Regions from separate parts of the Mus musculus genome. Here regions 2, 3, 4, 5, 6 and 7 are each linked to region 1. The links are chromatin contacts, called in public Hi-C, HiChIP or PLAC-seq, Micro-C and promoter capture Hi-C maps. All regions are on one chromosome and are shown on one strand. Each heading gives the region's core, a stretch centred on a gene start, on an enhancer-like site or on the middle of the called end of the contact. The rest is flanking DNA. Distances are from core to core; before and after follow the strand shown. Region 1 holds the start of Hivep2 (human immunodeficiency virus type I enhancer binding protein 2). Region 2 overlaps Plagl1 (pleiomorphic adenoma gene-like 1). Region 3 overlaps Phactr2 (phosphatase and actin regulator 2). Region 4 holds the start of Sf3b5 (splicing factor 3b, subunit 5). Region 5 holds the start of Vta1 (vesicle (multivesicular body) trafficking 1). Region 6 holds the start of Ltv1 (LTV1 ribosome biogenesis factor). Region 7 overlaps Phactr2 (phosphatase and actin regulator 2).

What was found. Promoter capture Hi-C pulls out the DNA fragments that hold promoters and counts their contacts. A called contact is a pair of places that touch in the nucleus more often than the background predicts. HiChIP or PLAC-seq counts read pairs in DNA pulled down with a chosen protein or histone mark.
Region 2: a contact with region 1 is called in an H3K4me3 HiChIP or PLAC-seq map of embryonic stem cells, with 6 times the contacts expected there. The contact joins the enhancer-like site here to the promoter of Hivep2 in region 1. A contact is called at or near these places in 6 of 39 promoter capture datasets (the 3T3-L1 cell line, the C10 cell line, cranial neural crest and 3 more), 4 of 484 Hi-C or Micro-C datasets (embryonic stem cells and stem cell-derived neural progenitor cells), 16 of 115 datasets of contacts at active chromatin or transcription factors (the NIH/3T3 cell line, T-cell acute lymphoblastic leukemia, astrocytes and 6 more) and 1 of 9 other capture datasets (embryonic stem cells).
Region 3: a contact with region 1 is called in a Hi-C map of uterus, with 2.5 times the contacts expected there. The contact joins the enhancer-like site here to the promoter of Hivep2 in region 1. A contact is called at or near these places in 2 of 484 Hi-C or Micro-C datasets (cardiomyocytes and uterus) and 2 of 115 datasets of contacts at active chromatin or transcription factors (astrocytes and neural tube).
Region 4: a contact with region 1 is called in a promoter capture Hi-C map of embryonic stem cells, with 4 times the contacts expected there. The contact joins the promoter of Sf3b5 here to the promoter of Hivep2 in region 1. A contact is called at or near these places in 5 of 39 promoter capture datasets (the 3T3-L1 cell line, embryonic stem cells and hippocampal neurons), 2 of 15 datasets of contacts at CTCF or cohesin (embryonic stem cells and pro-B cells), 22 of 484 Hi-C or Micro-C datasets (the HL-1 cell line, LSK cells, Sertoli cells and 10 more), 24 of 115 datasets of contacts at active chromatin or transcription factors (DN3 thymocytes, astrocytes, bone marrow-derived macrophages and 15 more) and 2 of 9 other capture datasets (embryonic stem cells and liver).
Region 5: a contact with region 1 is called in a Micro-C map of embryonic stem cells, with 6 times the contacts expected there. The contact joins the promoter of Vta1 here to the promoter of Hivep2 in region 1. A contact is called at or near these places in 1 of 39 promoter capture datasets (hippocampal neurons), 6 of 484 Hi-C or Micro-C datasets (Sertoli cells, cerebral cortex and embryonic stem cells) and 3 of 115 datasets of contacts at active chromatin or transcription factors (astrocytes, memory CD8 T cells and pancreatic cancer cells).
Region 6: a contact with region 1 is called in a Micro-C map of embryonic stem cells, with 3 times the contacts expected there. The contact joins the promoter of Ltv1 here to the promoter of Hivep2 in region 1. A contact is called at or near these places in 1 of 39 promoter capture datasets (the 3T3-L1 cell line), 4 of 484 Hi-C or Micro-C datasets (embryonic stem cells, pre-megakaryocyte-erythroid progenitors and pre-pro-B cells) and 1 of 115 datasets of contacts at active chromatin or transcription factors (pancreatic cancer cells).
Region 7: a contact with region 1 is called in a promoter capture Hi-C map of pre-B cells, with 2.3 times the contacts expected there. The contact joins the enhancer-like site here to the promoter of Hivep2 in region 1. A contact is called at or near these places in 4 of 39 promoter capture datasets (the 3T3-L1 cell line, the HPC-7 cell line and pre-B cells), 4 of 484 Hi-C or Micro-C datasets (cerebellum, embryonic stem cells, muscle stem cells and 1 more), 6 of 115 datasets of contacts at active chromatin or transcription factors (DN3 thymocytes, embryonic forebrain, embryonic midbrain and 3 more) and 1 of 9 other capture datasets (adipose tissue).

The regions. Positions count from the first base shown.
Region 1 is chr10:13,964,708-13,967,810 of GRCm38.p6, forward strand. Hivep2 (human immunodeficiency virus type I enhancer binding protein 2) reads left to right here and starts at 1,672. Exons shown (of 9, transcript NM_010437.2): 1 at 1,672-1,990.
Region 2 is chr10:13,106,679-13,109,499 of GRCm38.p6, forward strand. All of the region lies in intron 2 of Plagl1 (pleiomorphic adenoma gene-like 1), which reads left to right. Among named protein-coding and RNA genes, the nearest start is that of Hymai, 17 kb to the left of the region's middle. Within about 2 kb of position 1,478, at least 58 of the 459 cell types and tissues checked have an H3K27ac peak or open chromatin away from gene starts, as enhancers often do. A contact at or near this core is called in embryonic stem cells and neural tube, where this site is marked.
Region 3 is chr10:13,327,160-13,330,064 of GRCm38.p6, forward strand. The region is part of intron 1 of Phactr2 (phosphatase and actin regulator 2); the gene reads right to left. Among named protein-coding and RNA genes, the nearest start is that of Gm46211, 100 kb to the left of the region's middle. Within about 2 kb of position 1,617, at least 10 of the 459 cell types and tissues checked have an H3K27ac peak or open chromatin away from gene starts, as enhancers often do. A contact at or near this core is called in uterus, where this site is marked.
Region 4 is chr10:13,007,117-13,009,920 of GRCm38.p6, forward strand. It overlaps Sf3b5 (splicing factor 3b, subunit 5), which reads left to right and starts at 1,334. Exons shown (of 1, transcript NM_175102.4): 1 at 1,334-2,067. The coding sequence starts at 1,507. The coding sequence ends at 1,767.
Region 5 is chr10:14,704,127-14,707,155 of GRCm38.p6, forward strand. It overlaps Vta1 (vesicle (multivesicular body) trafficking 1), which reads right to left and starts at 1,363. Exons shown (of 8, transcript NM_025418.3): 1 at 1,224-1,363. The coding sequence starts at 1,335. It overlaps 1700016L04Rik (RIKEN cDNA 1700016L04 gene), which reads left to right and starts at 1,483. Exons shown (of 6, transcript NR_045824.1): 1 at 1,483-1,547.
Region 6 is chr10:13,191,382-13,194,408 of GRCm38.p6, forward strand. It overlaps Ltv1 (LTV1 ribosome biogenesis factor), which reads right to left and starts at 1,756. Exons shown (of 11, transcript NM_181470.4): 1 at 1,647-1,756; 2 at 727-858. The coding sequence starts at 1,649.
Region 7 is chr10:13,437,271-13,439,989 of GRCm38.p6, forward strand. The region is part of intron 1 of Phactr2 (phosphatase and actin regulator 2); the gene reads right to left. Among named protein-coding and RNA genes, the nearest start is that of Phactr2, 36 kb to the right of the region's middle. Within about 2 kb of position 1,326, at least 69 of the 459 cell types and tissues checked have an H3K27ac peak or open chromatin away from gene starts, as enhancers often do. A contact at or near this core is called in pre-B cells, where this site is marked.

The sequences.
Region 1 (3,103 bases), core at 422-2,921:
CTCCTGAACGCTCGAATCCAAAGAGTGGGCGGCGCGCGGTCGAGCTCCGTGGAGAGCCCACCCGGAGGAGGCGCTCCGGGCGCCGGCACCGCCCAGAAGCCAGTGTCTGCGCTCCAGCGCAGCGACCTCTTGGGAACCTCCCTTGAGGGTGCACACGAGTCCACACACGCTGGGTAACGGCCCGAGGGAGCCCCGGTGTCCCCCGGGTGTTGCCGGGCTGGGGAGGAAGCCAGAGTCCCGGCCCCTACTCGCTTGGGATTCCCTTCCCCTCCCCCAGCCCCGCCCAGCTCTCCCAGGGCTGGGTGTGATTTCAGTCCCTAGCAGAGAACCAGAAGCGCGCAGCTGGAGGTGGCAGCTCGCCCCCTTTCCCCCGCTCGGCCCCCCAGGAAGCCGGCAGCTGCTCCCCGCACCGCTGCCCTAGCCTATTTGAATACCCAGACGAGGGCGGGCGGCTTCCTGAGCAGGGTGCACCCGGGGCGCCCTGGGGAGTGACCCCGGGGAAAGCAATTGGGGCGTTTCGAGCTCGTGAAAACTTCGTGCTTCCGCCCCGGCACGGAAAATGCTAGTGAAACACACTGTGAGCTCCAGGGGCTGCAACATAATTCCCCACCACCACCCGAATTGTTAACAAAATCGTGAGTGCAGCTGGAGGGTGAAGAGGCGAGAAATCCTTGGTACGCGGGCAAAATGTAAGGATCCCACAGATCACAAGGAACCAGTACGTGGGAAAGGGGGCTAGAGAGGGAAGGGAATGGGCGCGAAGGAGGTTTCCACACCCTAGTAGGAAATTCTCAGACCGCTCCAGACTCGCCAGTGTTTCTGCGTGGCAAGCCGATACCCGCTCTCAGCGGAGATCTCGGCTCCGAGGCAAGAGAGCGCGACCGCGACCTTCCCTCCCCGCGCGCCCGCATCAGGGCCAGTCCGGGTCGCACATCCTTCGCCCCGCTGGCCTGCTCCAGACTGGTTTTTCTGGTTCAGCCTCCCTCCCAGGGACGCGCTGGGGGATCCGATGACGTCGCTGGCTGAGTCTCTCCCTCTTCCTCCCTCCCTCCCCTCTCCCCCGCCCGCCCTCGCCGCGCACTCCTCCTAGTAACTTCTGTTCGGGGAGGCGCTGCCAGGAATAACCCGGTGCGTCCACAGCCCGGAGGGGAGGTGGCCGCTGCGGCTCCCGCACGCCGACAAACTGCGGCCCGGGTCCTGCGGCTCAAGCCCCAGCCTAGCGGCCCTGGCCCCCGCCCTGGCTCCATCTCCTAACAGTGTCCGAAAATAAATAAATATATAAATAAAGACAAGAGGAGCCTGGGCTGGCGGTGGGGATCGCCTCCCTCCCTCCTCCCTCCCTCCACGCCCGCCCTCCCTCTGTCCTTAAGGAAATGCTACCAGACACCCCCCACCAGACACGCTCAGCCTGGGCGAGGAGCAGCCGCCGCAGCAAGAACAAGGGCACCGGGGGGCTTTCCTCCCCTCCTCCTCTCTCTCCTCTTCCTCCTCCTGCGCTGCGGTGACTTTACAGGTGAGCGGCCGCCGCGGCTGCGAGGATCCCCCCCACCGCCCGCCGCGTCGCGCCCTCCTTCGGCCGCTGTCACCCGGACTGCCGGGAGCTGACAGCCGCCCGAGGGGCTCGCGGCCGGGAGGCTGGCGGCCGGCGGGAGGCGGGCTGGAGGTGAGGGGGTGGAGAGCTGGAGAGCGGGGCGCCGCCGTGCGCTGTCTCTCCCCGGTGGAGGAGGGTCTCCGCAAAAAGAGAAAGAAAAAGGAAAAAGAAAAAAAAAAAAAGACATCTTCGGTGACTGTGGCACAAGTATTTGCCAAGTTGAGTCTTGGACATTGAAGCTTGCCCGGAGCCCGAGCAACTTGAAAGGTCCTCTGGCTGGGTAGCAGCCTCCCTCCACGCTTCGACTCTTGGGTACTGGGTGCAGCCCTGGGGTGCGTGGAGGGCGCACCGGCCGCTGGCAGAGCAGAGCGGCGGGAATCTAGGTCCCTTCTCGGCTCGGTAAGTGGCCTCGGTTCTGTGTTTTTCCTGCCTGCACCAGAGATCGAGCTTGTTTCACTTTACCCTGAAATCGCCTTCGCCCAACTCCATCGCCCCCTTCGCGGCGCGCGCCCCCGGCCGCTTTCCTGGTGGCCCAGGGGTAAGGGTCGGAGGAGGCGGGGATGGGGGAGACCTAAGCAAGGGGGGGGGGGTCGGGCGCATTAGGAAATGCGGGGAATACCCTGGCCGAGGTTCTATGCAGATGAGGGGAGGCTGCTTTGCGTAATGTCCTGGGGGGAGGGGGCCGCGCGGGAGCGCTGGAGGCAGGAATGTGCCTGGTTACTAATGAGGGACGTGCACCGGCGCGCACCGCCGGGCCACCGCTGCGGCTGCCGCGGCCGGCGGTCCGTTGTCAAGTAGCGGGGGAGGGGGCGCGGCGCGGCGCGGGGCTGGGGGCGGTGCGGGCGGGAGGGCGAGCGGGCGAGCGGACGGCAAGGGCCGGGCTGCCGGCCTGCGGCCGAGCGAGCGCAGCGGAGGCGCTGGCGCTGGGCATTTCTGTGACTCCTTTCTCCTCCCGAGCGAGGAAGGAAGGAAGGAGAGAAGGAAGGAAGGAAGCGAAGAAGGAGGGGACTGTCTCCATGGAAGGTTCAGGCGGAGGCGCCCTCGCCTTGCGGGTGCACCGGCCGCAGAGCGGCTCCAGCCGCCGCCGGCTGGCCCCCGGCGCTTGGAGACGGGTGGGGGCGGATTGCATGCTTGTTTGTGCTTCTGGTCGGGGGATCGGGAAGAAACATGTGTGTTTGGGCAGTGCACCGCGAGGAGCTGGGTCTGCGCCTTTATGTCTGTTCCCTGAAGTGGGTGGAACGTTGGCCCGTTCCGGGAATGTTCCATGACGTGGTGCAGCCACAGGAAGGGGGTTAACGAGGGGCTCTCTGCCGCGGCGGCTCTGCTGGCTGCTATCAAAGCAGATGTGCTGCTGCCGCCGCACCTCTCACCTCCCTTCACCCCCAACCCCCTCCTTTCCATTCTGTGCGTCTGGTGCTGGTAGGGCTAAGACAGGAAAACATAGCGTCTATGTATGTGTGTGTGTGTGTGTGTGTGTGTGTGTGTGTGGTGAGGGTGATGTGTCTGTCGTAT
Region 2 (2,821 bases), core at 228-2,727, 860 kb before region 1:
GTACGTCAATGGACAGATTTAGCTTAACATTCTTGATAAAACAGTCACTTGTCTTTGTCACAGGCACCTGTCTCCCCTCCCTGCCTTTATCATCTTCTTCCCTTCCCCTTTTGTCTCTTTTTCTCCTTCTTTAGTTTTCTGAGAGAGGCTCTCGTTATTGAGCCTAGGGTTGGCCTTGAACTCGTGACCCAACACTGTGAGCGTCTGAGGGCCATGCTGAGATTACCAGCGTGTGCTATCACAATCGCCACTTTGGCCTTTTTAAAGCTCATTCCTGTCTAACCTTGAAAATAAGTGGAAGCCTTTCACAGAGGGCTGTTGACTACTCTCTGTGGTACCTCTGTAGTAGTTAAAGATAGACAAGAATCAGTGAATTCAGGGCTCAGGAAATCTGTGGTGAGCCCTAGGACAGTACTGAAGCTTGGAACTGGGCATGTGGGAAGGGTGTGTTCTGCATCAAGAAGTGGGTTTTCCATACCTTTAGTTCCAATATTGTTTATTTTCTCTTCGGTTTAGGAATTTTGAAAGGTAAGCCATCTCTCCTGTTTACTCAGGATGAGTGACAGACACGAACACATTTCATTACAGGGTTTGGTGAAGGTCGCCTCAAAGGAGCAGTTCTGAATTCAAGGGCAAATTTAGAAACCCTTTTAATTATGTTTGTTTAATAGAGGTAACCCCCCCTTGGGAAAACATATTTTCTTTCAGACTCTGTTGGTTCGCCCTGCCCCTGGCTAGCCCTCTTCACTCCCACAAACGTGCAAACACTCCTTCACACAGAGACCACTATTTAGGACCTGGCTACCCAGCTAGATTCCCCAAGTTAAAGGGGAAAAAAAAGGTAACTGTTTCGCCCCTGTTCCTATTTCTGTTTAGCAAACAGAATTTATACAAACTATACTCTTCTCTGAGCTGTGTGGCCTTCCCTGGGGACGGTGCCTTCGGGAACGTCTAGAAGTTAGAAATTACACTTTTCACTTGAAGTAACCAGGAACTTGTACAGTGTAGGGGCTTTGCTGGAACACAGGAGTGGATTGATAAGGGGCTGGTCGGGGGACCTTCCACCACACCTATACAACTGTTAGGTTGGGAAGAAACTTTCCAGAGAGTTTGGGTTCAGTGGAGAAAAGAAATTTCAGACGGTTAAGTGGATCACCATTCGTAAAGATACCATGGAAGGAGAAAGGGAGAGCGAGAGAGAAGAAGTTTATTTATGGAATGTCAGGGAGCCATTGAGGCCCAGCAGGATCTAGAAACCTAGGACTTTCCTCCAGGCCTCTCTTCTCCCCCTGACCTTGGATGAACTAGTGAGCAGTATATTATGCCAGCCGATTGTATCGTTTTGTCACGGTTAGCATTCTGGACTGTCACTGGAATGTAGGAAACAGATGAATTTGAATTGAACCATGAGGTGGTCTGCCCGGCCCTCTCCTGGTCTCAAGGAGACCTGTCGCAGTTTGTCTGGGCTGGGCCTTAATGAAAGCTTTAGAGGGAGAGAGAGGTGGGCCTTTGATCTCTTTGTTCCTGCTGCACCCTGGGAACTGGCTGAAATCAATGCGCTGTTTTCCTGAAGGAGTGAATGGGTCTGCCTAACTAGCTTTGTAAAGCTGTGGGGAATTCACTGCCTCTGTTTATTGACAGCTGAAAGGGAGCGCATGGGGTGGAATGGACCTTCTTGTGAAAACCAGGCACAGGAAAAATTAGACCTCAATTTAACACAGAGGAATTTGGAAATTCACCCCAAAGGAGCCGGGAGTTTCTCATGCTTACATTAGAATGACTCAAGTTTGGGGCTAGTGTGTAATGAACAATGGGGGTTTTGTCCCAACTATGCTATAAGTAGGAATATGGTATGCATAATGAATGACGGCAAGTAGCCGGCCATTCAACGTGCCCTTCTCTTTTTAAAACCCAGACAGAAAGACAAATGCGAACCATGATATAATCAGGTGATCCCCTCCTTTCTTTCCACCAAGAAGAAGCATTAATGGCATGGCTGGCTCCTTCAAAGTTTGTTTTTCATTTGTTTGTTTCAAAACATCTTTGAACTTGAGATCTAAGTTCATGGCGGGGACCCATTCTGTCTTGTGATTATTGCAGGGATACAATGATTACACATCATGGAGTTTTTTTTTTTTTTCTAGTCCCAGAACTGCTGAGAATGTCCGCAGAGTGTGTCGGAAACAAATGCGACAGACAGTGGACGGAGATAGCTCCTGGAGTAACAATAGTTTGTAAATCTTAAAATTAACTACCTTCCTTTTCAGAACATGGTAAAGTAGGAGCTCTGGTTTATGGCAAGGAAATACCCCACCCTTTCTTAGCTCTCTTCCCTCACTGGCCTGATGCTTGATTTCCCAGAAAGAATTTATGGCTCCCTCCTTTGGCCCCAGCCCTTTGTGCATACCTCAACCACAGCACTTAACACGTCCCCCAGAGCTCTTTGTTTAGGTGTATTCTTTTAGCTAGAGGTAAAGCAGCTGTGTCCTATTCATTTTTATATCTTCAAGCCCAGCAAAGTTCTTGGCTCAGTAAATGTGGCTGGATGAATGGGGATTGATGGCTCTCTGTACATCCTATGAATGTAACTACTTAACCAGGCTTCCACTGCAAATGCTACATTTTAGGAAAACCTGATTGGTCTATTGAACCTGATCAATGCTGTTGCTGTTCCTTTATGGCGTATTATCAAACACTTTTTTTTTTTTTTTTTGCCTTCATAAGTTTGCGAGCCTCCATCAGCCCCTCTAGAGGAGGCATTTAAAAGCATAGGGCAATGTCCCTTTTGGGGCCAACCTCTGATATCGTTCCTTTCTAAAAG
Region 3 (2,905 bases), core at 367-2,866, 640 kb before region 1:
GTGCCATTAAATCATCCCATGACTGGATTTGAGGAGCTGTTTATATTAAACCCTCCTAAAAATAGTAGAATAGCATTTACTGTTTTTCCCCCCCACTGCACAGTCTAGCTTCAATCCTTGAAAGAACTATGATTTATTCATTTACTTCCAGGAAGAAATGAAATCGAGAGGACTTACTTAGAATTTCCCCTGGGAGACAGTGTGCTTTTAGGACCAAGCACTTGTACTTGGGAGATTTTCAAACACTTTGCCCCATCACTCAGATTTCTCTGACTTGTCTGATGTGGGCGTTATTAAACTCAGCCATCTGGGGTATCCAAAGTGACAACCGTACTTTTCATAGACAGAAGGCACTATGGTAAATTAAAGCAGACATCAACCTGGCCCTTACAAACCTAGACTATGACAAACTCCTCTCCTAGAAGCTCAGGGTCCACTTTGCAGAAATACAATTTGGTGACTGGAGGAGAGTTTTGAGCATATATAGGGAAGAACTCAGACACCATAAGTTCTAATCCTGGGTCTCCATCTTCCTCAGATCTGCCAGATCTCTCTAGCCACTGCCACTCCAGAACTTGGAGGTAGGTTCTCATGGTGGAGAGAAGAATTAAATAGAATTCTCCAGAAATTCCATGAGCAATGAGAACTGCAGCGGCCGGGGGAAGCAAGCATGACTGAAAATGGCCATGCTCAAGTTCTCTAAGAGTGTTAACATACATCCTTGTTTTGGACTTGGCTGTGAACGTTTAACAAATTAGTGGCACTTCCTTGGCTAACAGGAATTGTAGCAGTGGCAAACACTTGCTTGAGGCAAAAGGAGAGAACTTAAACTTACTAACTTTCTAAGTAGAATTGTTTCTTTAATTATCTTGTTCTCATGATACAATGTTTAGAAGAAGCAAGGGAAACTGAAACGCTGTCTGTCCGAAAGGATCATTTTAGATCTTTATTTTCTATGCACGCACCATGTCGAGATTTCCTAAAAGGCAGCACACTGTCTGTCCCTCCTCCTCTATGAGCCACTAGACCAACACCCTTTTATTTTTAAGTGGTAAGAATGCTTCGCGGGGGTATTTTAATCATGTGATAACAGAATATTTGTAACCCAGAAGCTGAAATCTAATATGCAAACATTTTCAAGCTTTCAAGTGAGTTTATTTTCCCTGACTACCTTCCAGTTTTATTTGTTTTATTCCTACAACTTTCTATCTCGTTTAGACTCTGGCTACATTCTGCAAGAGCCAGCCTCCTTAGGAAGCTGTGACCAGGAAAAGGCAAACAGAAGGCTTTCTGGGTTTTCATACCTTGGGCTGAGCTCTGGAAATATAAGTGGCACTTACACCTTAAAATGTTACTCTGTAGAGGCTGCAGCTGATCCCCACTCCATTCTCTTTAATTTTACAATTGTGGGAGAAAACTGGTGTTAACATGACACATAGTACCATCAGACAAAAGGAGAATCCCAGCTAAGACTCACGAGTTTGGACTTTCTACTTATATCAAGCACTGGAAAACAGAAATGATCACATTCCACAAACTCTGGGCAGAGCAGGAAATTAACCTGTAAGGCAAGTTTTTCTTTCCTATTGTTCGCATACTTTTATATGATTTATTTCCTGAGTCTCCCTCCTTCTGCTCTCAAGAGCTAACAGGATTAACAAAATACCTTGCCTCCGCCCCTCCCTGAGCTAGTCTCAGCCATGGGCTTGGAGCAGAGGCTCTGTGCTTACTTATTCATTGAGCCAACTCCTGGAAGATTTAACCAGAAAAATCAAGGGGTGGGTCTGGAATTTCTTTTTTCCAAAATATCTCCCTCTATCATAAAAAAGGAAAAGCATGTGTAAGTTATTCTACCTCATCTTATATGCAAAACAGAGTATAACTCAGTAGCATTAGAAATATCAACTGCCATGCAATTCAAAATCTTTAAGGCACTAGTTAAAATCTATAGAAAGTGACCTTCAGAACGCCCTTTCCATAGCTGCCTGAGCTACAGAAATTAATAGTTTGATGTCAAGTCCAATCATTGTTATAGCAACTACCCTTTACATTCCCAGACCCTAACAAGGTGTTTGGACAACAAACCCTTAATATATGTAGGATAAGCACTTATGTCATATCCAGAATACCAACAACTTTATATATAGACAAAGCCTCATCTGTATGAGTATATATATGTGTCTTACTTAGGGATTCTCTTGCTGCAATAAAACAGAATGACCCAAAAGCAAATTGGGGAGGAAAGGGGTTATCTGGCTTATACTTTCATTCATACATACATACATACATACATATATACATACACACACACACATATATATATATATCTGTATGTATGTATGTATGTATGTATGTATGTATGTATGTATGTATGTATATATCTCAGTGTTCATCATCAAAAGAAGTCAGGACAGGAACTCAAGCAGCTCCGACTTGGAGGCAGGAACTGAGGCAGAAGTCTGGGAGGGGTGCTGTTCACTGGCTTGCTCATTCCAGTTTCTACAGGTTTCTTATAGAATCTAGGACCATCAGCCCAGAGGATCCTATCACCCACAATGGGTTGGGTCCTCCCCCATCAATTACTAATTTAGAAAACACCCTAGAGCTGAATTGTATAGAGGCATTTTTTCAACTGACATTCCCTCCTTTCAAGCAACTGTAGATTGTGTTAAGTTGATATAAAACTATCCAGCACAATATGCATGGTTTGTTAATAGTGTGTTGAAGATAGCAAGCCTGCCACCAACTCTAGCTCTGTCCTGCTACAGACTGCCTGATTGAACAGACATGTTTTCAATGAACTAGTAACAACTGAGTACCCCCCATGAACAAAGCCTTTATTCATGGCCTTGAGGACAAGTGGCATGGAAGCTCTCCCCTGGTGCCAGTCTCTCGAGAATACTGT
Region 4 (2,804 bases), core at 84-2,583, 960 kb before region 1:
CAGAGAATTTGAGTCCCTGTCTCAATAAATAAATAATAAGAGACAGGTATAGTATGGCTGGATGGCATATCCACAGGTATTGCCGTATAGTCTCTATATTTTAGGAATAAGATGTGTATTATGTTGTCTAAGTCTTGGTGTTGGTTGGTTTTATTTTTTTTTGAGACAGAGTTTCTCCTTGTAGCCCTGGCTGTCCTGAAACTAGCTCTGTAGACCAGGCTGCCCCTGAACTCAGAGATCTGCCTGCCTCTGCCTCCCAAGTGGTGGAATTAAAGGTGTGTGCCACCACCACCTGGCATGATGCTTATTATGACAAAATTTAAACAGAAGAATTAATATTGGATGGAGCGGAACTCACCTCTAATCCCAGCATTCAGGAGGCAAAGGCAGGAGGATTGCTGTGAGCTCAGGGCCAGATCCTCCCCCCACCAAGTAAACAAAAGTACCCCCAAACTCCTGTATTTTCAAATTGTCTGTCATTGTCCATTCTCTTTGGCTGTGACTGCTCTTACCCCATTCCTAAAATGGTTTTTTGAGAGTACAATCTACATCAGGCTATACATGTATCCTTAAGGGATACCATAAAAGAAGTACAATTATCTTTTCTGAGTTGTTTGTAACGTGAGAAAGTGCACAACCCCCAACGTAAGGCAGTAATCAGCAGAAAAACACAGGTGACTAGAAAGAGAGGTGTTCTTTCTATCTATCTATCTATCTATCTATCTATCTATCTATCTATCTATCTATCTATCTATCTATCTATCTATCTATCTATCTAGTCTTGAACCACATCTGACTTCAAGGAATAGCTTTTGAGTGACCTAGAGCAAACAACCCCTCAATGGGTTGAGAAACGGGAGCCTGGAGCTCGTTGTGGGAGCCATTAGTGAGACTACTGGGGCTGACACTGATCACCAAAAATACTTTTCCCAGTGCCCAAATTCTAAGAGACAAAGCTGGGACCGCGGGGGAACCATGCTGCCACGTTAGCTTCTAGGTACAAGAGTTAATTTTCCTGGTTGCTTGTAGTTGAAACCCTCTTGGATTTCCCCTTCTTAGTAGCCCAGAGCCGTGGGATAACTCTCAGAGGCCGTTTGCCATCGTCCTACAGCAGCCAGGCAAAAACAAAACAAACAAAACAAAACCCTAAAACAAACTCTTTGGACTACTTGTTCCAGAATGCAACGCTCAGACTAGAACGTGATCACCCGAGAGCCACTAAGCGGACCATCATGCAACACTCTTCGAAGTAGGCGGGCTCCGTGAGGAGACGGCCCAGTGTTTCCTAGGCAACTCCAATCCCGCGACAGACGGCACTTCCGCTTCCGCCTAGGAAAAGACTGTCTACTCCTGCGTCTCGGTGGCGTCTTTCTCCCGCGCCTGCACGAACTGAGGTTTTGCGTGGCGGCGGCGGCACCGGCAGCGGCAGCGTCTCTCACTTGAACGCCGCGAGCGGCAGCTTCTCGTCTGTGTCCTGACCTCGGAGCCTACGAGCAGAGCGGCGCGATGACGGACCGGTACACCATCCACAGCCAGCTGGAGCATCTGCAGTCCAAGTACATCGGCACGGGCCACGCCGACACCACCAAGTGGGAATGGCTGGTGAACCAGCACCGCGACTCCTACTGCTCCTACATGGGCCACTTCGACCTCCTCAACTACTTCGCCATTGCCGAGAACGAGAGCAAAGCCCGCGTGCGGTTCAACCTGATGGAGAAAATGCTGCAGCCCAGCGGGCCGCCCGCGGACAAGCCCGAGGAGAACTGAGGTGAGCGCTGCCCAGTCTTCCCCGTGTGCCGGCTGCGAGCCTCCTTGCTCCTGCATCTCGACCATTCCGTGTTGGCTGTGTCGCCTGACCTGCGTACCTGTGGAGGATTCGGAACAAGTCATGGAGAGACTGTCCGGGTCCGCTCCTTGTGAACTGTGCAGAAGGAGTGATCCCAGCATCGGCAAGCGAGGGAGAAGACTGCACGAGAGTGATGCGCATTTCGAGTCTGCTTTTCGATAGTTGATGTCTTCTTGCCTTTTTAAAAAACCATATATATATAAAGTTTAGGGTTTGCTCTATTCTTTGGTATGGATTGCTGTGTTCTTTGGGAGGTTATTAGGAGAGGGTTCTGTGGATCAAGGTTTTGTGAGAGTATAAATAGGAAATGGGGGCAGAAGCACAGGGCAAGTCCTTAAGTCGTCACACACACTTTTATGATATTATCCCACCTCAATAGTCTTCACGCGTACAGTGTGTCTGGTCCCAAAGAAACCTTGAAGCGCGGAGATTGCCCATATCCCTTTCCTACCCTTCCCTTTATGCGCTACCCCTTACCCCTTTTTCTTGATGATTACCCTTTGTGTCTTCAGAAATGATAAACTGGCAAACAAGTGGTATCACGTCCCCATCCTGCTCAGCGCCCCATTCCCCCCACCCCTCTTCCCTTTTCACCAGAGCATTTTCCAAAGGTTTGAGGGCATACATTATGCCAGCTTGAAGAGTTTACAACTTTAAAAACCATGCTTACAATGCTACTTTACTGAGATGTCATTTGAGAACAGATTTTAAGGAATCAAGAGAAATGGCCATGCAGGTGTTTTCCGGCCAGGGCAGAGGACCCAAGAGCAGCAGTGTGTTTGACTTACTGAAGGAAAACCATAAAAGCAGTATGAGTCACCAGCATACCAGTGTGGTGGTGCACACCTTAATCCCAGCACCCAAGAGGCTGGGGCATCTCTTGAGTTCAAAGAATGTGTTGGTGCACACTTGGTCCAGGTGCTTTCGAGGCAAAAGCAGAAGGATCTCGAGTGTAAGG
Region 5 (3,029 bases), core at 113-2,612, 740 kb after region 1:
ACTCCTCCTCTTTTAAACTTCTCTGTGGACCTTCAGACTTTTGTTCCTTTTAAAGGTATATTCTTCAGCAATTGTGCACAAAGGTCTGGCTTCCATTGTCAACTGAGCAATGTGTTTCTGAACACAGGAAAATGAGGTCCCCTCTACAGTACTGTGGCACTTCTATGCCCGTTCCTGAAATTATAAAATGCGTACTGTTCAAACGCCCCTCCTCTCAGTAGTCCTAGGACCACAGGAGCTGGGTTTTAGTTTTTTTTTCCCAGTACTTAGGAATGCTCGTCAATAGGTAAAAAGGCTCAATAATTAGGATATGTTTGAAGATCATCAAAAGAACAAGAATGGTGGGAACAATACTGGTATGATTTTTATAAAAATGAAGTATAGCCACCGAGTGGCTTGCAGAAGAGGTGGGAATTCAGATCATAAATCAAGTGGAGAATGGCAATTATTGGTGGTGGTAGGGGGACATCCATGCACATTTGAGAAATGAGGTACATACATGTCCACAAGGGAAGGCTTGACTTGGTCCAGATTTTTGCTAACAATGTCCACAACAGAGGACACATCATTTCTGTATTCTGAAAGTTCTTTAGAAACTCAGAGTACAGTCATTTCTTGCAACAAAGATAGGAGTATAATATTCAAATCATAGTTTACATAAAACTACTAGTCCTATCCACTTCACCAACTCTGCATGTCTGAACGGAGTTCAAACTGTGTCCTCTTCAGTAGTATATACATCTCAAACTAGGAATATTGGCATTAAACTTCTTAACTTTCAGGATAGCTAAAGGATGACTCCAAATTCTTACTGGTGGTAATGAGGAGTACGGAAAACAAGTCAAGAACAGTCAAATTCAAATTTTCAGTAGTAGCCACTGTCCACTGAACCGTCTGAGTTTCGGAAGGGACCTGAAAGCTCTCGTGATTAATGCACAGCTTTCGTTATGTTTTCTGTTAGTCTCCCTTCCCACCCATCTCTGGGAAACCTATGACTATCGAGGTTCTCATTCCCAGAAGAAAGAACAGCCGGGAGGCGTGTCCGAGGCTCTAAGCTGGAGAGACGGGGGTCCGGGTGTGGAGGGAGTCTAGTACTTGGGGTCCTCCTGGCCGAGCCAGAGGTCAAGGCTCAGGTCTGAAGCCAGGGGGCGGGGCGGGCCTCAAGAGCGGAGGGAGGCGCGGGGCGCAACCGGGCGGGAGAACGGGGACTCGGAGGGACTCACAGTAGTAGGCCACCACGGGGTCCCGCTTGTCATGCTCCTGCGCCGTTCTCAAATGGTGCTGTATGCTCTTAAACTGCGCGGGCAGCGGCGGCAGAGGGGCCAGCGCGGCCATCTCCACTCCCGGAAGCGCTACTTCCTACTCGCCGGTCACAGATACTTCCGCTTCCGCCTCCGAGCGGGCAATTCTCACCCACGCATCCGTTGCTGAGACGCTTGTCCGCGACGGGTGCCCGAAGGAGACAAACTTACTGCCTGGTTTAAGGCAGTTATTATTTGGAGAATGAGAGTCTCCTGTGTCGCACACGGCTCCAGCGCTCTCTGCTGGTAAGCGGAGATAGAGGTTTTAAATTTAACTTTTGTTTTTGTTTGTTTGTTTGCATGGAATGAATGAAAGAGAAGAAAGGGGAAAATAACGTAAAGGACTTTAACTGCGAGAAAGGAAAACTTCCCCTCCCCTCTCTTTATCTCATGCGTGTGTGTTTTGTTGGGAATATTCTGGCAAGCGTATATACTACTAAGCTACCTTCTCAGCTTTCAAATTTTCCTTCCCTTCCCTCCCTCCCTCCCTCCCTCCCTCCCTCCCTCCCTCCCTCCCTCCCTCCCTCCCTCCCTCCCTCACTCTCTCCCTTGTCTTTATTTTTATGAGACTGGGTCTCACTAAATTGCCAAACTAAGCTTTGGACTTGAAATCCTTTACCCAGGGCTTCCCAGTTAGTAGAGATTACAGACATATGCATATAGATGGGCCACAGTGGGTTTTTTTTTTTTTTTGGTGGGGGGGGGGGAGGGTGGGGTGGAGTGGGGGGTGGAGGTGTCATTAGTTTTAACAGAGAAAATGATCACAAAATAAAAATTTATACATTCACACACACAGAAGTACACGTTATAGCCTTTCTAGAAACTGTAAAGAGATACTGAAAACATGTACTTAAAGGAGATTGGAACTGGAAACAACCATTGCTTTTAGTTTAGAAGTTTTAAATTCTTATATGAGAAACACTATGTTTAAATACTAGATTAAAATTTGCATGTCCAAATACTGGACTGAATAGACAGTCCTTTTCAAACTTGAAAGGTAAACACATGCGAACTAATAAGAATTGAATACTTTCTCTGATATGGCTAGTGCTTGTTTTAGTGAACTATGCGAGTTGATTAGTGGAGGAAGATGATGAACATTAGGAAAGTATTAGTCTGTCTTACTACTTGACAAGATAGAGTCCAGGAGAGTCTGCACTTCTGACTTTATAGCACACCCCACCTTTTCTTTATAGCAGTGATATTTATTTATTTATTTATTTATTTATTTATCTATTGCCACCTCTCCATTGCATAGTATCATCCTTAAGGACTTACATTTCATTTGAACTTTCCTGTATTTTTTTTCTTTTTGTTTGGGTTTTATTTGTTTGTTTGTTTTTTGTTTTGTTTTTTTGAGATAGGGTTTCTCTGTATAGCCCTGGCTGTTTTGGAACTCACTTTGTAGACCAGGCTGGCCTCAAACTCAGAAATCTACCTGCCTCTGCCTCTCAAGTGCTGGGATTAAAGGCGTGCCCCACCACCGCCCGGCTGAACTTTCCTGTTTTTTCAACGCCAATATTGGTATATAGTGTTTGCCTTATGTGGTTTACCACCAGAGTAACACTAGTATCACTGAATGAAAATGGTAGTGTTGCTTCCCTTTTTATACATGGAATGGCTTGAGACGTATTGCTATAGGTTCTTCCATAAAGATTCACTAAAATTCAATAGTGTCAGGCATGGTGGTGCATACCTTTAATCCCAGCATTCTGAAGGCAGAGGTAG
Region 6 (3,027 bases), core at 506-3,005, 770 kb before region 1:
TTAAGGAAAAGTTAAAGGGAGGCAAATGCCTCGAAATACTTAAAACGTTTTTTTACACTTTTAATGAGTGTGTATGTGCAGCTAATACACACAGAGGACAAAAGGGAGTAGCAAAACCCCCGGAACAGTTGTTATAGATGGCTGTGACTCTACATATGGGTGCTGGGAACCGAACCTGGGTCCTCTGCAAGAGCAGCAAGTACTTAAACACTGAGCCATCTTTCCAGCATCCCCCAAAATGTTTCCATTATCCATCTTTAACAAGTGTGATGCTAACATAAACCAACCTACTCACGGCCCCTCTAGGATTGCCAAAGCTATCCATGAGCTTGGATGTTCTGTATTTCATGACATGAGAGACGAGGGGGCAAATGGAAGACTACTGTAATATGGGGGAATCCCAAGAGAAAGCAGAGACTGAGCATACCGCCATAGCCTAAATAATACTGTGCAGATGGAGGCTGTGAACTAGTGAACTTGACTAATATTCTATAAGATCTCTTTATTTAATAATCTCAAAGATGCTTTAGCCTGTCAATCAAAATAAATACACAACATCAAACATCAGCACAGAAACTGGAAACTGAGTCACAGCTCTTTTTTTTATTTTTTTAAGAGGACCAACTTCTGAGAATGCCCGGCATGCTTAAGTTCCCTGGGTTCCATGTTCAGGACTACAAAACTACCATTCACCTAAAAACGTAGTGGCTCCAGAACAGGACCTACCTTTTGTGTAGGCAAGAGAACCCTCTGGGGTGCAGTTTCATCTGCGGCTAAAGGATCTCGCTGGCTCCGGTGGACCAGGTGAAAAGACACAGCTTTCTTCTTCTCTATAAAGGGCTTTTTCTTTCTGTGAGGCTACAAAATAATCAGGAAAGGTCAATAAAACAGAACCCCCACACAGTGGGCAACGCCACAGCCACAGGTACACTCAGTTAAGCATGTGGAGGGTGAACAGATATTTCAGATTTGTACACCTAAGCCAGACAGGACAGGAGTCCCTGTCTCCTGAAGGATCCATACTTACCTTCGCCAACAAACCCTGGCTAGGCACCTACTCTGAGACACTTGTTCAAAGGTGCTGGGGAATATGTGGGGCAGTGTGAGAAACTCTCCGCTCTTAGCAAGTAAATCAGTAAGAGGGAAAATCAAACAGGATTTTCAAATCAAAAGCAAATGCCTGAAGTCTCTCTTAATGGGTGCTCTGGGAAGGTCCCCGAAAAGTTTTATCAACAAGACAAGGAGCCTGCCACAAGAAAATATAGACAGACACTTCATCTACAAGGTAGTAAATAAGATTAGGGCACAGACAACTAAGGTTCAGATGATTTACTCCTCGATACATTCGTATTTGCTCTTCAGCTCTGGGTCTAACCAGAGTTGCTACCCAGTGGCCCAAGTGAACCCCGGAAGCAGGGGGCGGAGCTTCTGCGTCACAGGGACGGAGTTACCCAAAGCCTTCAGGACTGGAAACTCCGGGCGTTTGGCGAAAGGGAAACCTTCTTTCTCCTTCCGAAGTGCCCCGGGGGTGACGAAGGTGACTGGTGCCGGGAGAGTGACAGGACTCGGGGCACCAAGCCACGCGGCCAGTGGCCTAAGTCAGCCGCAGGGAGCGGCTCCCTCCCGGAGCACCGCGGTTTTCTCACCATGATGAGGCAGGGACACCCTCTCCGGAACCGCGGCAGCCGAACCGCCGCTCCCCGGTACCTGCCGGCAGCTCCACACGTGGGTCCACAGGGCTAGGGCAGCACGTCACACGATGGCGGGGCAAGGAGCCAATCGCCGGCGAGCCGCTAGGCTGTAGCCGGAAGTTGCGTGAGCCCGCGGTGACAGAACCTTCCCGGGGACTTCCGGGAGGTGGGGCTAGCAGGACCTTCAGTGGGCGGGGCTTTCTGGCTGGAGTTGGTGGCGGCAGGGAGTAGCCTACTTACCTGAGGGCAAGTTTCAGGTTCCAACCTGGGGCTTCAGATATTCCTTACCTGTGCTTAACTCAGAACAAACAAAACAAAAACAATCAAAAACAAACGAAAACAAGACCAAGGCTGTGCAGGTTCATGACAGGAAAGTGGTCACTTCCCTGGCTTCTTCTTCTTCTTTTTTTTTTTTTTTAATATGTTTGTTTGTTTGTTTGGTTGTTTGGTTGTTTGGTTGGTTGGTTGGTTGGTTTTTCGAGACAGGGTTTCTCTGTGTAGCCCTAGGCTGTCCTGGAACTCACTCTGTAGACCAGGCTGGCCTCAAACTCAGAAATCCGCCTGCCTCTGCCTCCCGAGATTAAAGGCGTGCTCCACCACTCCCTGGCCTTCCCTGGCTTCTTGACCTAAGGGGAATCAGTTGCCTAGCAATGTCCAACCAAGGCCTAGCTTCAATAGGCAGAGTCTAACATCTTTAGGGTTTTCGTATTACATCTTTTTGATGAACAACTCCCAACCGTACCTTTAGCACAGTCCATAAGTGTTGGTATTCTGTCTGGACTCCACCCCCACAGATACCTGGCAATTGCCAGGTATTCGCTGCCCCACGGTTACCTGGCAACAGCCAGGTAGACCTGGCCCTATAAAAGGGGCTGCTTGTCTCCCCCTCTCCCATCCTCTCTCATTTGCCTTTCTTTTGCCTCTTGCCCTCTTGCTCCCCATTCCCTCCCCCCCTTGCTCCATGTGTCATGGCCCGCCTCTACTTCACTACTCTCTCCTTCTCTCTGCCTTTCTCTGCCTCGTCTACTTTCTTAACTCCCCTCTCCATGCCCTGAATAAACTCTATACCCCCTTCTCCCAGACCCCGCCAGAACTTATCGTAATAGCTCTTTCTCTTTTTATGATCACAACACTAAGATTATTGGTTTTAGGGGCATTTGATGTAATAAAATAAATTCCGAAGCTCTGATGATTGCATATTTTTTTAAGATGAAAACTAATAAAAACCCAAGGTGGTTTTTTGTTTTTGTTTTTTGAGACAGTGTCTCATGTAGCCCAGCCTTCTGTCCAACTTGAACTACGTATCCTCCTACTTGCATCACGCTAGTGTTGGGCG
Region 7 (2,719 bases), core at 76-2,575, 530 kb before region 1:
GCGCCGAGATTGTATGACTCGATACTAAGTCCAGCCTATTAGAAAGGGCTCTACAACTCACTGATTCTCTTGACTTTGGTCACGGTTCCACGATATAAAACATCTTAGACCCCATTTAACAGAGGTAAAAATGAGCCAACCTTCCTTCGAGTTGGCACGGGACCTAGAACCAGCATCTGAACTCTGAGCGTCCCATTCACTACCCAGGATCTTTTGTGAGACTGACCAAGAAGGAAGTACTCAGGTACCCTGGCTCTTTGAAAGTCATAATAAAGGGAAGTACACAACAACAGAAAAGAAGTGTTTAAGATATAAAGAGAAAGAGGGCCAGGAATATGACTCAGGATAGAACATTTACCTAGGAGCTGTGAAGCCAGAATTTCAATTCTTAGCACACTGAAAACAAAAAGCCATCTTTCAGGTTGGAGAGACAGCTGGGTGGGGTGAAATATTTATATGCAACCGTGATGACCTGAGTTCAAATCACTAACACCTGTGTAAAATCAAGGCTTGAAGGAACACAAGCACAGTGCTGAGGTGACAGAAAGAGGCAGAGCCCAGGGTCTCAGTGGCTCCCAGCCTCACTGAAATACAGAGCTTCAGTCAGGTTCAATTAGAGATCTCATCTCTAAATCAACACAGAAAGCCAGCAAGGAGTACATCTGATCATGACCCCCTGTCTTTACCTGCCCATGCACACGTATGGTGTGTGGACCTGCACACACACACACACACACACACACACACACACGAGAGAGAGAGAGAGAGAGAGAGAGAGAGAGAGAGAGAGAGAGAGAGAGAGATGCAACTTCATGATTGCTATTATGCAAAGTATGCATAGTAGCTATTTTCAAGTTTTCCCTGTGATACTGAACGAGCAGTGTGGGGTGGTGGTGGTGGTGGTGGTGGTGGTGGCTAGGACCTTTCTAAATGTGAGCGCTGCAGCCTCCTCAATCTCTTCAAAGCCCCATTCCTCTCACTGCCCCCAGCCCCACCCCTCAGCTCCAAGAGTATTCAGAACTCTGGTATGCCCGAGCCACATGCTGATAGATCAAAAGTTGAACTCAGCCAACCATGAAGAGGAAAGTTCACACTTCACCTCACCAATTTGTGCGTCCTGGCAAGGTTTGAGGGAACCAGCAGAGGGAAGCCCCACCTGAAGCAAACGACCATTTGAAAATCTAAGACCAAAGCTAGAAACAGTAGGAGCTGTGAGAAGAAGTATGGATGCTTTTCACTCTCAATAGGGAAACTGAAGATAGAGGGAAGCCAGAATTGTGCCCGGTATGTAGACCTCTGTGGTGTTCATAAACAAACACCCCGAAACCACAACTGCTGCTTTCAGAATGACTCCAGGGACTTGAGGACCGGAATTACTCCACAGTGGTGCACAGAGCTAGAGGATTTGAGAAGAGAAAGTGCTAGTGTGACAGGAACAAAAGCCAGTCAAGTAAAGAGGCGACATGGTCACCATGGGAGGGAGGAGAGACAGAACAGAGTGCCTGGCTGCTCTGATGGTTCAGGTTGTCCACAAAACATAACGTAGAATCACCTGAGAACAGAGTCTCGACAAGGGACTGGCTAGATCCCGTTAGCCTTCCAGGATGCCGGTGAGGAATAATCTTAATCGGGAATAACTAAGGTAGGAGGACCTGCCCACCGAGGGTGGCGTTATTCCCCAGGCAGGAAATCCTGAAGTCTAAGGGTGACAAAAGCGAGCTGAGAATCACTTCTATTCCTGCCCACGTTCCTGCTGCCTGCAACTTCAGCCTCCTAGCTATGATGGACCCTAACCTGGAGTCATGAGCCACAAGACATCTTTTCTACCCTTAAGCTGTGTTTGTTGGGATATTTTGTCAAAACAACAGAAAAGAAATGAAGACTGTGGCTAAAAGCTTAAGAGTGATAATCCAAGGACACATAAGGAGATTTGGGTTCTGTCCAACCATTCCTGAGACAACTGGGAAATTTGAATACTGAATCTGCAATGGGTTCTTGTTCAAGTTTCTAGTACTATCATGGCATTATGGCTCTGTTTTCTAAAAAGAATCCTTATAGTATTAAACTATTTACAGGAAAGTCTATATGATGTCTGGAATTTGCTTTGTGAGATACCAAAATGGGGGAGGGGAACCTAATGAGTCTAAAAGAGAAATCTTGGACCACAAGTTGGGAACAACTGAAGCACTGAGAGTAGACACTTGAAGGATCATTCTAGAATTCTATCTACTTTGGGTTATTTTCAATACTAGAAACTAAGTTTAAAAATAAAAGTCTGAAGTGTTTGGGGTGTAACTATAGTTTCTGCCACATTCACATCCTTTCCTTTTCTCGGCTTCTAGAAACAGTGCTGTTCCACATCCCTTACTCAGGGAACCACCCCAGTTCATTTGGTTTTCTTGGGTGACACCAGAGTTTCCATCCAATGAGCCATGTGATCTAACCACAGCCACCATAGTCCTTCTGTGGGATTTCATGTGGGAGCCCTACAAAAGAGAAGTTCTCTGGGATGCCTCAATAAGATGGCTGGGATCTGGAGACACCCAGAGCTGGGGGACTGAGGAAAAAGGTAGGGTGGGGACAGGAGAAGGCTTACAATGAGGTGATAATAATGTCCAACTGAGTTCCTGAATCCCTTGTCCAGCTTTACCCTGTCCTATGAAAGGAGACCACTAAGTTCCCTCTTAAGTACTTTTTTTTTCCAAGACAGAAGCTCATG